Regions from separate parts of the Sus scrofa genome. Here region 2 is linked to region 1. A link is a contact called in public Hi-C data. All regions are on one chromosome and are shown on one strand. The core of a region is the stretch at or near the end of the contact, and the rest is flanking DNA. Distances in the headings are between cores, read along the strand shown. Region 1 holds the start of DUSP22 (dual specificity protein phosphatase 22). Region 2 holds the start of EXOC2 (exocyst complex component 2).

Region 1 (5,048 bases), core at 1,835-4,334:
GTAAGATAAGACAGACTGAGCTCCTAGGGTTATCATGAGGCTTAGATTTTATAAACTGCAGGCACATGATATGAGGCTCAAAAAATACTGGATAACAACTGCTGGGTTCTCTTCCTTCTGCTTCCTCGTCTCTAACTGGCCAGACAGACACACAGCCTCTTCCCCTCACCCTTTCCGGGCAACACATAACTGAGACAGGTGTGAGGTTCTGCCACACAGAAAGACTAGGATGTGTGGATGAGCGGATCCTGCACGAGGACACAAAACAGAAACAGAACCGCTGCATTCAAAGCAGTCAGAACAGAATCTGCATGGTTTAGTTCACAAGTTTTCTTTTGCTAAGGACGATAGGCTTCCGTGGGACTGGAAAGAAATCTTGTCCAAGGCACCTCAGGGCACACACACTGCAAAGTAAATTTTCGGTTTCAAAGGCATTGTACATTTCTATCTATAAATGTTCTTAGAAAAGAATTTCTATGGCTAGTATCGTACGCTAATTCCACTAAGTCTGCAAATCAAGCATTTTTTTACACACAGATGGGGAAATACAAAGACGAGTTCCAAGTCACACACTAATCCATGAACACATTCTAATTAAGGCTTTTAATTGTTGGCTTCCAGCAATCTACTTTGCCACGAAATAACCTTGTAACTTGTAGCGATTCTTCAGATCTCAGCCTAACCATCTTCGTTCCAGCACCATCCCTGGCTTGGACTGAACGCCACTTCCAGGCTCATGACATCTAGTTCCCTGACACTCAAGAAACTGCCTACTTTATCCTCTGAGGCCTCCACTCCTCCCCACCTTGTATTTGTCTTCTCTCTTCACAACACACACACACACACACACACACACACACACATAGCGGGTGTTGTATAATACAGCAGCCACTAGCCTCAATGGCAATCGAGTATTTAAAATGTGGCTAGTTCCAAATGAGATGTGATTTAAGCAAAAGACATAGATCAGACTTCCAAGACTTAGTAAAAAATATATACAAACCATTCTATAAGTTATCTATTGGCTAAATGTTGAGACGACAATATTCTCAATATATTTCAGTTAAATAAAATGTACTATGAACATTAGTTTCTTTTTACTTTGAATGTGGCTACGAGAAAAACTTTACATATATGGGCAACTGCTGGTCAAGACTATAGGTTTTGAGAAAGGCCTCCGTCTGTGTTTACCACTGCACTCCCCCACTGCTCCCTTGACCCGTGCAGTACCTGCCACAGTAAGTACACGATAAACGTTTGCTGATGTGGTGGCGTCTCCATCTGTCTGTACATGACTCCATGTCCACATTGGAGACAGTGGCTCTATTTACGACACAAGATGGTTATGATAATAGAATCATCAAGAAATGTACTACTTTCTTTGAAAGATAAAAATCATGATATGAATATGCCTGCTTTTGTTTAAAAGCCTGAAACTAATTTTGAACATTTAGGCAATGATATGCATTCCTAACTATATTCTCTGAGTTTTCAGTTTTCACTTAACTACGAGTTAAGTGCTGAAAGAGGTGGAGTGTAAACAGCTCCAGTGGAAAAAAACTGTAGACTACAAAGAGCCAAAGGAAAGCTAAGGTAAGGCCACAGTTAATGGCAAACAGAGCCCACAAACCCGTGGAAGCCCCTTTATTGTTTTCAGGTGAAAAGCAGAAGTTCCCGGTGCTAATGGATTCCCGTGGCTAATGGGGGCTCGATGCAATTATTTATCCGAGAGAGACAGTCTCAACAAACTTGATCCCTGCCCCCAGGACTGAACTTGATGCGGGCAGGTAAAGAGTTAAGCAGGTTCAAGGATTCCCCCTGCTGCACCTTTTCTACCTTGCTCCACTGCCAACAGAACACTCCAGCTGAAAGACCCACGCCTCTGTGGACCCCAGCGCCGGGACAAATCAGCTTTAACCCATCAAACAGGAAAGCAGAAACGCATTCAGAAGCGGGGCGAGGGGAAAAGAGGGGGAAGAGAAACAGAAGACCAGAAACTAATCTCTGATTCAGTACCATTTCAAGGGCTTGAGAGGAGGCCCTGGTTTTGCTAAGGGCTTTTTTTCAAGAGTTGAAAGTCTTCTCTTCAAGCCGGCGGCACCAGATCGCAAAACCCCCAACCTTGTGTACGACATAAACACACCCCAGGCAACTCTCAACTGCAAGAGCTGGAATCTGGTACTGGTACACTGACAGGAGACCCAGACGATCCCACAGCCTGGGAAGAAGGGTCTGGGGCTCTGCAGAGCCAAAGGAAAGAGAGCAACCGGATTTTCTAGAAGGCACAGTCTGCACAAGCGGCCAGCCGACAGGTCGCCTTGCTGAAGAAGCCACATAACCTGATATAAGTCAGCTCTGGATCTGTTCTCTCGCCCCACCCCCAGGTAATTAAAAGCACCTCAGGATTTAGGCTTCGGCCAAGTTTTCTGTGCACGAGAAAAAGTTATCTGTGCACATGGTAAAAAAACAAAAAAAAACCTGGGAAGAGGAAATTACGGAAGACACTCATCTGCTGCAGTTTGGTAATGTGGGTGGTGATGCTTCAAGAGCCGAGTTTGGGGGTGAAGGGGAGGGGACAGAAGGGAGAAACCACAGCCCTTCTGAGCTCAGCCGGCTCGACGCTGGTAAAGGGCAAGGCTGGTTCTCAGCCGCAAGCGCCGCTCGGCCGGAAGCCGAGGGGCCGGGAGGGGCCTCGGCGACACAGCCAGACGCGGCGACCCCGCCCTTGCGGGGTCCGGGCGCGGACGGGACGCGGCGGGCTGCCGGCCGGCAGAGCCCCGCGCGGGGAGGCCGGGCGGCGGAGGCCGAGGGGCCCGAAGGGGAGTCGCGTTACCTTGTTCATCCCATTGCCCATGGCGGCCGCACGGTCTAGCAGCGCGGGCGCGGCGGCGGCAGGCGCACTGAGGGCATGTCGGCGCGGGGCGGGGAGGCGCAGGCGGCGGCGGGGAGGGCGGCCGCGCCCGCCGCGGAAACAACGCCAAGGGCCGGGACCGCCGGGGACGCCCGGGCCCCGCGGCCCTTCCGCTCCGGCCCCCGCTCCCACGCTCCCGCCCGCCGCCCCCGCCTTCCCGGCCGCCGGGCAGAGGCACCCGAGCCCCGGCGGGCGGGACGCGGCCGCGCGCCCCCTCCCCCAGCCAGCCGGGCGCCCGCCCGCGACCCCCCGGGGCTGGCAGACGCGGGGCCTGGGGGCCGGGCCGGGAGGCAGGGCCGGGACCGCGGCTCCTCGGCGCACGCGCGCCCGCGCCCCCGCCCCGGCCGCGGCCGCCCGATGGGCTCGGAGGCAGGGCGGCGCCGGTGGTCACGCAGGCGCAGCCCCTACCCAGCGGGGCGTGTCGCGAGCCGCCCCCTCACCCCCGTCGGGGTCACCAAAACTCCCGGAGGCCTTTCCCCGGGGCGGCCGGGGGCCTGTTACCAGCAGTCGCCGCCCTGCCTTGACTGCCTGGGTGAATCAGGTGCTAACCCCGGAGCCTGGTCTTGCGGCTCCCCTGCCTGGGTTTTCTGAGTGCGACCGATTTAGGCAGGGTGGGGGGATTCCTGCGGCCCTGCCCCACCCACGAAGACCGAGAAGGCTCGCCGGTGGAGAAAGGTGGGCTCGGTGACTCATCTCTGGGATGACCTAACCTCCCCAACCTGGCAGAGCAGCTGTCCGGACTCAGCCCTCATACCGTGACTGTGGACGTCTAGTGTGCCCCCTTCTGATTATAAACTGGCTCTGGTAGGTGCCTGGGAGTGTTGACGGAGCTGCTTCTGGAAAGCCCCTTTCCTTGCTAAGCAGCATGGCAGTGTCTGCATTGGGGTTCTGCCTGGATGGAGTACTGTCTAACCTGTAGCAGAATTGTGTCAGTAGTCTGTCACCCTCATTGACTCCTTCTCGTGGACAGAATCCTTGAAGTAGGGCTTTCGCTGTTTCATTTTCATGTCCTCAGCGTGCCCTGTTCGTAGTGGGCGCTTGGTAATTGTTTAAGTGAACAAACGCATCATTCTGATACGGCCGGGCTCACCCCACGACCTCACGTCATCTGCTCCGCCTTCCTCTTCAGTCGCAGCCACACAGGCTTTCTGCGTGTTCCTTGAACCTGCCACCCTTGGTCGCTGGATCACTCGATCTTGCGCTTGAACCTTTGTGTGGGCGGTGCGCTGTACCTAGCCATCTCAGTCCCTGGCTCTTTACCAAGCTGACTCTTGCAGGTCTCAGCCCACATGTCACCTTGTCAAAGAGGCTTTTCCTGACCGCCCAATTGAAAGGAGGCCTTCCAGTCACTATCATATTACTCTGCATTGTTTTCTTCATAGCACTTAACATTATTGGACATTATTCTATTTATTGGCTTATTTTTTATCTGTCTCACAAGAACGCCACCTTCAGAGGGAAAGGACCCTGTCTGTCTCATTCGATGCTATAGCCACATGGCTAGGGACAGTGCCCGGCGCAAAATAGGTATTCAGCAAATATTTGTAGAATAAATTAACAAGTTCCAGAGGCTGAGAAAACAGCAGCAAGACTGTGAGGAAGGGTGACATTTTGAAAAGAGCTGGCAGAATCCATTTCGGTCATTTTCCTCCTTGTTGATGTCTTCTGGGCAACAGCAGGTACCAAAGCCCCACGTGTAGGAAGCACCCCCCCCCCCCCAGTGTTCACCCACATTGTTCCTGGTAGGTAAGAGCAGAGCCAGACCAGAAAGCACCCGTCATACCCTTTGGTTCTGGGGAGGTGTTCCTTCCCTACCGTCTTTACTTCCTCTTTTCCCTCCCCCTCCAAGTCACCTGGGCAGCCCACCTCCTCCTCCTCTGCCTCCACCATCACTGCTTTACTGCCTAGCTGCTTCTGGCCCACAGCGTGCGGTTAGTGGACTGCCTGGGGAACCCCAAGACCAACCTCTGTTCTTAAATCACAGAGTGATACTGGGGAAGATGATCAGTTTTTCTGAACCATTAACCATTTTTTTCCTCCTTAAACCTTTGGACTGTGAATTTTCAAAGGTCCTATGCTGCAGTCAGTGAACCACTGTTATTTCCCTCTTGTACTTGTGCTATTGTTGCTTTCAGTA
Region 2 (5,048 bases), core at 1,230-3,729, 300 kb before region 1:
TAACAATGCAAACAGGAACGTCAGAAAGAGGCTTGGAATCTGTGAGTTAACAAAAGATCAAACAATTGTCAAAAGATGGTTAAAGAGCATCACTAAGACACGTGTTCTGAGGATTACAATCTATACTAATTATGGTCTATTACAAACTGATACGCCATGTAGTAGGAAACATGTCAGCTGTTCACTTAATTAAAAAAAAATCTACAGAACAGGGAACTATGTCTGTCGTAGTGTTTGCTAAGACTGAAACCAGAGGAAATCTATGCTTCAAAGTTATTTTTTCTTCTCTAGGTCAAATGAAATTTGATGCAGAATTGAAAATACAAAGCTGTACAATATTTAACTGCCCCAACAGCTACTACAGCGGTCTTGGGTTTAATGATTTCATTTGCTACCGGCTTCTGCATGTAGCCCACTAACATTTGCTAGCTGGCTTCAGAACATGGACCAGAATTTCAGAAAACAAAAGCAAAAACAAAACTACCAGTAATTTTTATATTAGCAAAAGACTCATTCTTCTGAGTGTTTCTGTCTCAGAGCTACAGCATACATGTCATTTTTTTGGATTCAGGAAAGATCTGGGTCCTCAAGAGCCATTCACAGTGGCTACCGGCAGGATCGCCTGGCTTGGGAACCGCATCACGGAGACCAAAGGAGAGAGAAATGGGTTCAGTTTCACTGTGAGGCAGGTACCACTGCCGACCTGTGCTGCAGGCCACCGACTGGCGCCCCCTGTGTTTAATTCTGGGACAGCCGAGGTGCTGCACAGGGGATCACTCCCTCCCAGGCAAAGGGGAGAAAAACAAAGTCCGCCAAGTCCCACAGCTCAGAGCCTTTGTCCCAAATATCTTTTTCTCAGGATGTAGTTCTCTAACAGGTGTGCAATTCAACACATACAGATATTTAAATTACAATGAATGTATATTGCTTTTTTTTCCCTATGATAATGACTATCCTAGGTCGGATTCCCCTAGAAGCTGACCCTGAGATAGGGTTTTGAAGCTAGTAGTTAACTTGGGAGGTGAGACTAGGAAACAGCAGGAGGGGATGGGGGTGCCCGGCAGGAAAGGGGAGGAAGCAAGAAGAGGTGTGGGGCACTGGGGCCCAGCCTCTGGGCACGCTGGGTACCATGCCTCACAGCCACGGGGAGCCAGGCAGCTGGAGTTCTACACCACCTCCCTGCCCCTCTTCTGCTCAGAAGCCTGCTTCTGAGCCAGGGAGCCCTCGGGTGCTTTGGGGTTACCATGCGTCCAGGAAGGAAGCCCCGAGGCACAGGGAGCAGGTTTCCCAGAAAGCAGCTTTCAGAGAGCAGGACAGGTGTGGGTGGGCTCTGGTGGGCCCTGCTGTTGTGTTCTCTGGCCCTCTCGCTGGCTCCTCATGCCGATGTCACACCCACATCAGGAGTGGTGATGGGCTGAGCTATGGGCTCCTCTGCAGTTGGTCTTGGGCCCATAGAGATCCTCAGCATCTTCCTGTCACTCCCTCTGGGCTCCCTCACCTTCCACCAGCACTTTTGCTGACCCAGACTGCTTGCTTGATGATGTGACCAGACTTTTGTCCCTCTTGGGTCTGAGCCCCTGGTTGCCATGCCCCCATCAGGCCAAGGTTGCTGATATCACCAGGCACGGAAAGCTGCCCAGTGAGTGCCCAGAAGTAATCCTTCCTGTCCCTACTTCCTCCTGGTTATAAAGGTCATTCTTGCCTCCTGAATGAGAAGAGTCTTTAGATTTAGTGGAACATTTTGTCCCCTGGCAGAGCATCATTTGCTGCCGCAGGTGTCAGGGTTCTACTTCAGACAAAGCATCACACGCTATAAGGTTCAAAATACCTCCTGCATCCCATAGAACAGCATAGCAACCCTGCAAAATGTTACCCCAAGCCAGAGCCACAGCTGTGCCTTTGAGGCCGTTCTAATGTTCTACCAGGGTGGCAGCTTCTGAGTGTGTGATGTTGGGGCAGAAACTGTGCCTCCTGTGTTACTGTCTCTTTTGTCAAACCCTACTCACTCTCAAGGGGGTCCCTGCTCGAGGCGATTAAAGGGGAAATTCCATGACGATAAATCAGACACTGTGAGCAACTGCAGTGATGCTTGCCAGAGCCCTTGCAGGCCAGGAAGACTAAGCCGAACCCACATCTGCATCTAGGTCTGAGCCAACTCCCTTGCCACCCAATGGCTGGCTGACTGCAGGGAGGGAAGCCACCGTCCACCGGCAGCACCTTGGCCTCGGCGTCCAGAGGACGCACGCAGCGCGCAGCTCCATCGCTGCCCCTTCGGCTACTCTATTCGCGAGGCCCGGTGTCCGCTGGGACTACGCGCTGGGGTAACGCGCAGAGCCGAGAGGAGAGGAGCAGCGGCGGGGCACAGGAGCAGCCACCGCCAGGGCTCGCCACCGCTCACTCCGGAACACCGGGCGCGCGGCTCTTCCCCCTCAACCCAAAGGCCGGAAAACCGCAGGCCCTTCCGCTTCCGCCGCTTCCCCGGGAGGCGCGTCACTTCCGGCCGGGCCGCGGGGGGCCGTCCGCTGTCAGGCAACCCGTTCCCTCTGGCTGGGTCTGGACGGGCGCCTTTCTGTGTTCGAGGCCAACGCCCCGCGGTGCCTGCCGGCTGAACCCGAACGGTGCCCACGCTCAGGGGGCCGCGAGGCCACGGTCCCCGAGTGTCAGCCCGGGGCTCCAGAGGGTCGGAGTCGCGGCCGGGTCCTTCGCTCCCGCCGGTCTCCCAACTCCCGCCCCCATCCAGCCCCCAAACCGCGGCCATCCGGCGTTCGGCGCTCGACTGCGCGGCGGATCGACGCCTTCGGCGCTCCGGCGGCGGAAGTGAGGGCGCTGAAGGCTGGGCGGCCTCGGCCCGGGGTCTCCTGCTTGAGCGCTGGGTCCGTGCCTGCCTGTCTGCAGGTAGGTGTGGGGGCCGAGGTCCTGGCTGAGGGCCCGCCGGGGGTGCAGGCGGGAGGGCTAGCCACCGCCGTCGGCCTCGCGCCGCTCTGCAGCCCTTACGGTGCGGAGGGGCGCCTGCGGGCGTCGCGGAGCCCTGCCTGGAAGCCCGGCGTGGGCCTTGGGAGTGCCGGCCCGCAGCGGGAGGTTGCACTTGGCCCTGCTTGCGTCCTTACCTGTCACTGCGCAAGGCTTGAGAATTTACGGGTGAAGAGCGAGGAAGAGGCAGGCTTTGCTTGTTTCTTAGGTTGCACCACTGGAGAGCTCTCCCGGGTGCCGTCACTGTTTTTACAGATTGATTGTGTTGTGCCCATTTCACTGGCGAGGAAGCGTTAGATCAGGGTGGTTACGGAACTAGTGTGAAGCCGGGCAGTTACTCATTGTTTAGCAGCGGCGGAGGCAGCGTAGTGAGAGCATCCGAACCTGTGCTCTCTTTCTCCTTCCAGCCTGGGCCTGCCCAGAAGGGCAAGGAACAGTTCGCGAAAGAGCTTGTCTGAATGGAAGGAAGCTTTTCTTAATCGCTAAAGCGTTTCTTAGTCGCTGAAGAAGACGTGTGTCACTTGTTTAAAAAAATGAGTAAACTTACAAGGAAAACTTAAAAAGTATTGTAAAAACCACATTTAAATTAAGTCATTCGGGTGCTCTATAGTGAAAGCTAGTTTTAGTTGAGGTCATGTGGACCCCTCTTCCAATGCACAATAATATTTTGATTATACTCTGGCCAGGCTTTGTGTAACGACACAGGAACTGGAAGCCAAAAGCTTCCCAAGGAACATTTGTGTTAAAAGTTGTTGACTCAAAAGGAGGTAATAGAAAGAGGATGATGTGGGCTTAGTACTTAAATGTTCTTTCTGTTTGGTTAAGTAGAAACTCTGTAATTTTAAACAGCGGATCCCCCAATGTAACTTGGAACAACTCTTGGAAGTTTCAGAAAGTGACTTTTTCTTCTTTTCAGGTACTTAATTTCCTGAACTGAATATTATTTTGAAAATGATACTTCTCTAAAGATGATTATTCACCTCCAAAGTTAAATTTTCATTCATTCCACAAATATTTGAGAGCTGGATATATGAATCTGATGAGAAATGAAATTAGTACTGAAACGTGGCACAGGCGGTCTTTTAAGAAAGGATTTGGGACAATTTCTAGTGTCAGGGCAGTGGCATCCTTAGGCTGGGTAGGAAATGCTCGTACAGTTAGTCTCTCCAGGACTTTTTCATCCATTCTCCAGTTTACTCATCTTACCTGGCCAGAATTCCTGGCCAGATTGAAATTTTCTGACTCAGTGAATCCTGGAACCACTTAGTACTGCCCTATCCTTGTGTTGTCACAGAGTGGAGCTTAAATGTTATACTGAATGGATGAGTTTCAGGGCCCTGTTGAGTAGAGAGGAATTTTTTTTTTTTTTTTTTTTTTTGGTCTTTTTGCTTTTTCTAGGGCGGCTCCCGTGGCATGTGGAGCTTCCCAGGCTAGGGGTCTAATCAGAGCTGTAGCCCCCATACTATGCCAGAGCCACAGCGATGCGGGGTCCGAGCCGTGTCTTCGACCTACACAACAGGTCACGGCAACACCGGATCTTTAACCCATTGAGCAAGGCCAGGGATTGAACCTGCAACCTTGGTTCCTAGTCGGATTCATTAACCACTGAGCCTGGCAGGAACTCCGAATAGAGAGGATTTTGAAATTGACCAGAATGGGAACTAAGGATGGCTCTGCTGAGCAGTGTGCGGTGCATTGATTGTTCCCAGACCCTGGGAGTGTGTTCTTGGATTCCCTGGTGAGATCACATGGTGGAGTGTTCAGTTACAGTCCCCGTGATTCAGTGCATGCTCATGTTGGTTTAAAAGAATTATTGATGCAAACACAAATTTAGAGTCGTCGTAGAGAAATTATGCATCTTGCAGCTGTGGCCACACCCACAGGCATCCTTAGAATTCAGCTGAGTCAAAGCACCATATAGTGGGCTGTTACCAGCCCTGCTTTGTAGCATGGGCTGTTCTACTTGGTAGCGTCTTCGGGCTTTAGTTTCCTTATATCTGTTGTCAGAGAATACCTAAAACTAGATTATCTCCGAGTTCTTCCTGCTTTGAAATTTTCTGACTCAGTGAATCCTGGAA

What was found. Hi-C and Micro-C count contacts between places; a contact is called where the count stands out from the background.
Region 2: a Hi-C map of liver shows a contact between it and region 1, with 8 times the contacts expected there. The contact joins the promoter of EXOC2 here to the promoter of DUSP22 in region 1. A contact is called at or near these places in 1 of 47 Hi-C or Micro-C datasets (liver) and 1 of 2 datasets of contacts at active chromatin or transcription factors (alveolar macrophages).

Annotation. Positions count from the first base shown.
Region 1 is chr7:41,473-46,520 of Sscrofa11.1, reverse strand. DUSP22 (dual specificity protein phosphatase 22) reads right to left here and starts at 3,084. Exons shown (of 8, transcript XM_021100090.1): 1 at 2,834-3,084. The coding sequence starts at 2,854. LOC106508466 (a long non-coding RNA gene) reads left to right here and starts at 1,845. Exons shown (of 4, transcript XR_002346219.1): 1 at 1,845-2,384.
Region 2 is chr7:338,901-343,948 of Sscrofa11.1, reverse strand. EXOC2 (exocyst complex component 2) reads left to right here and starts at 2,479. Exons shown (of 29, transcript XM_003128146.5): 1 at 2,479-2,895.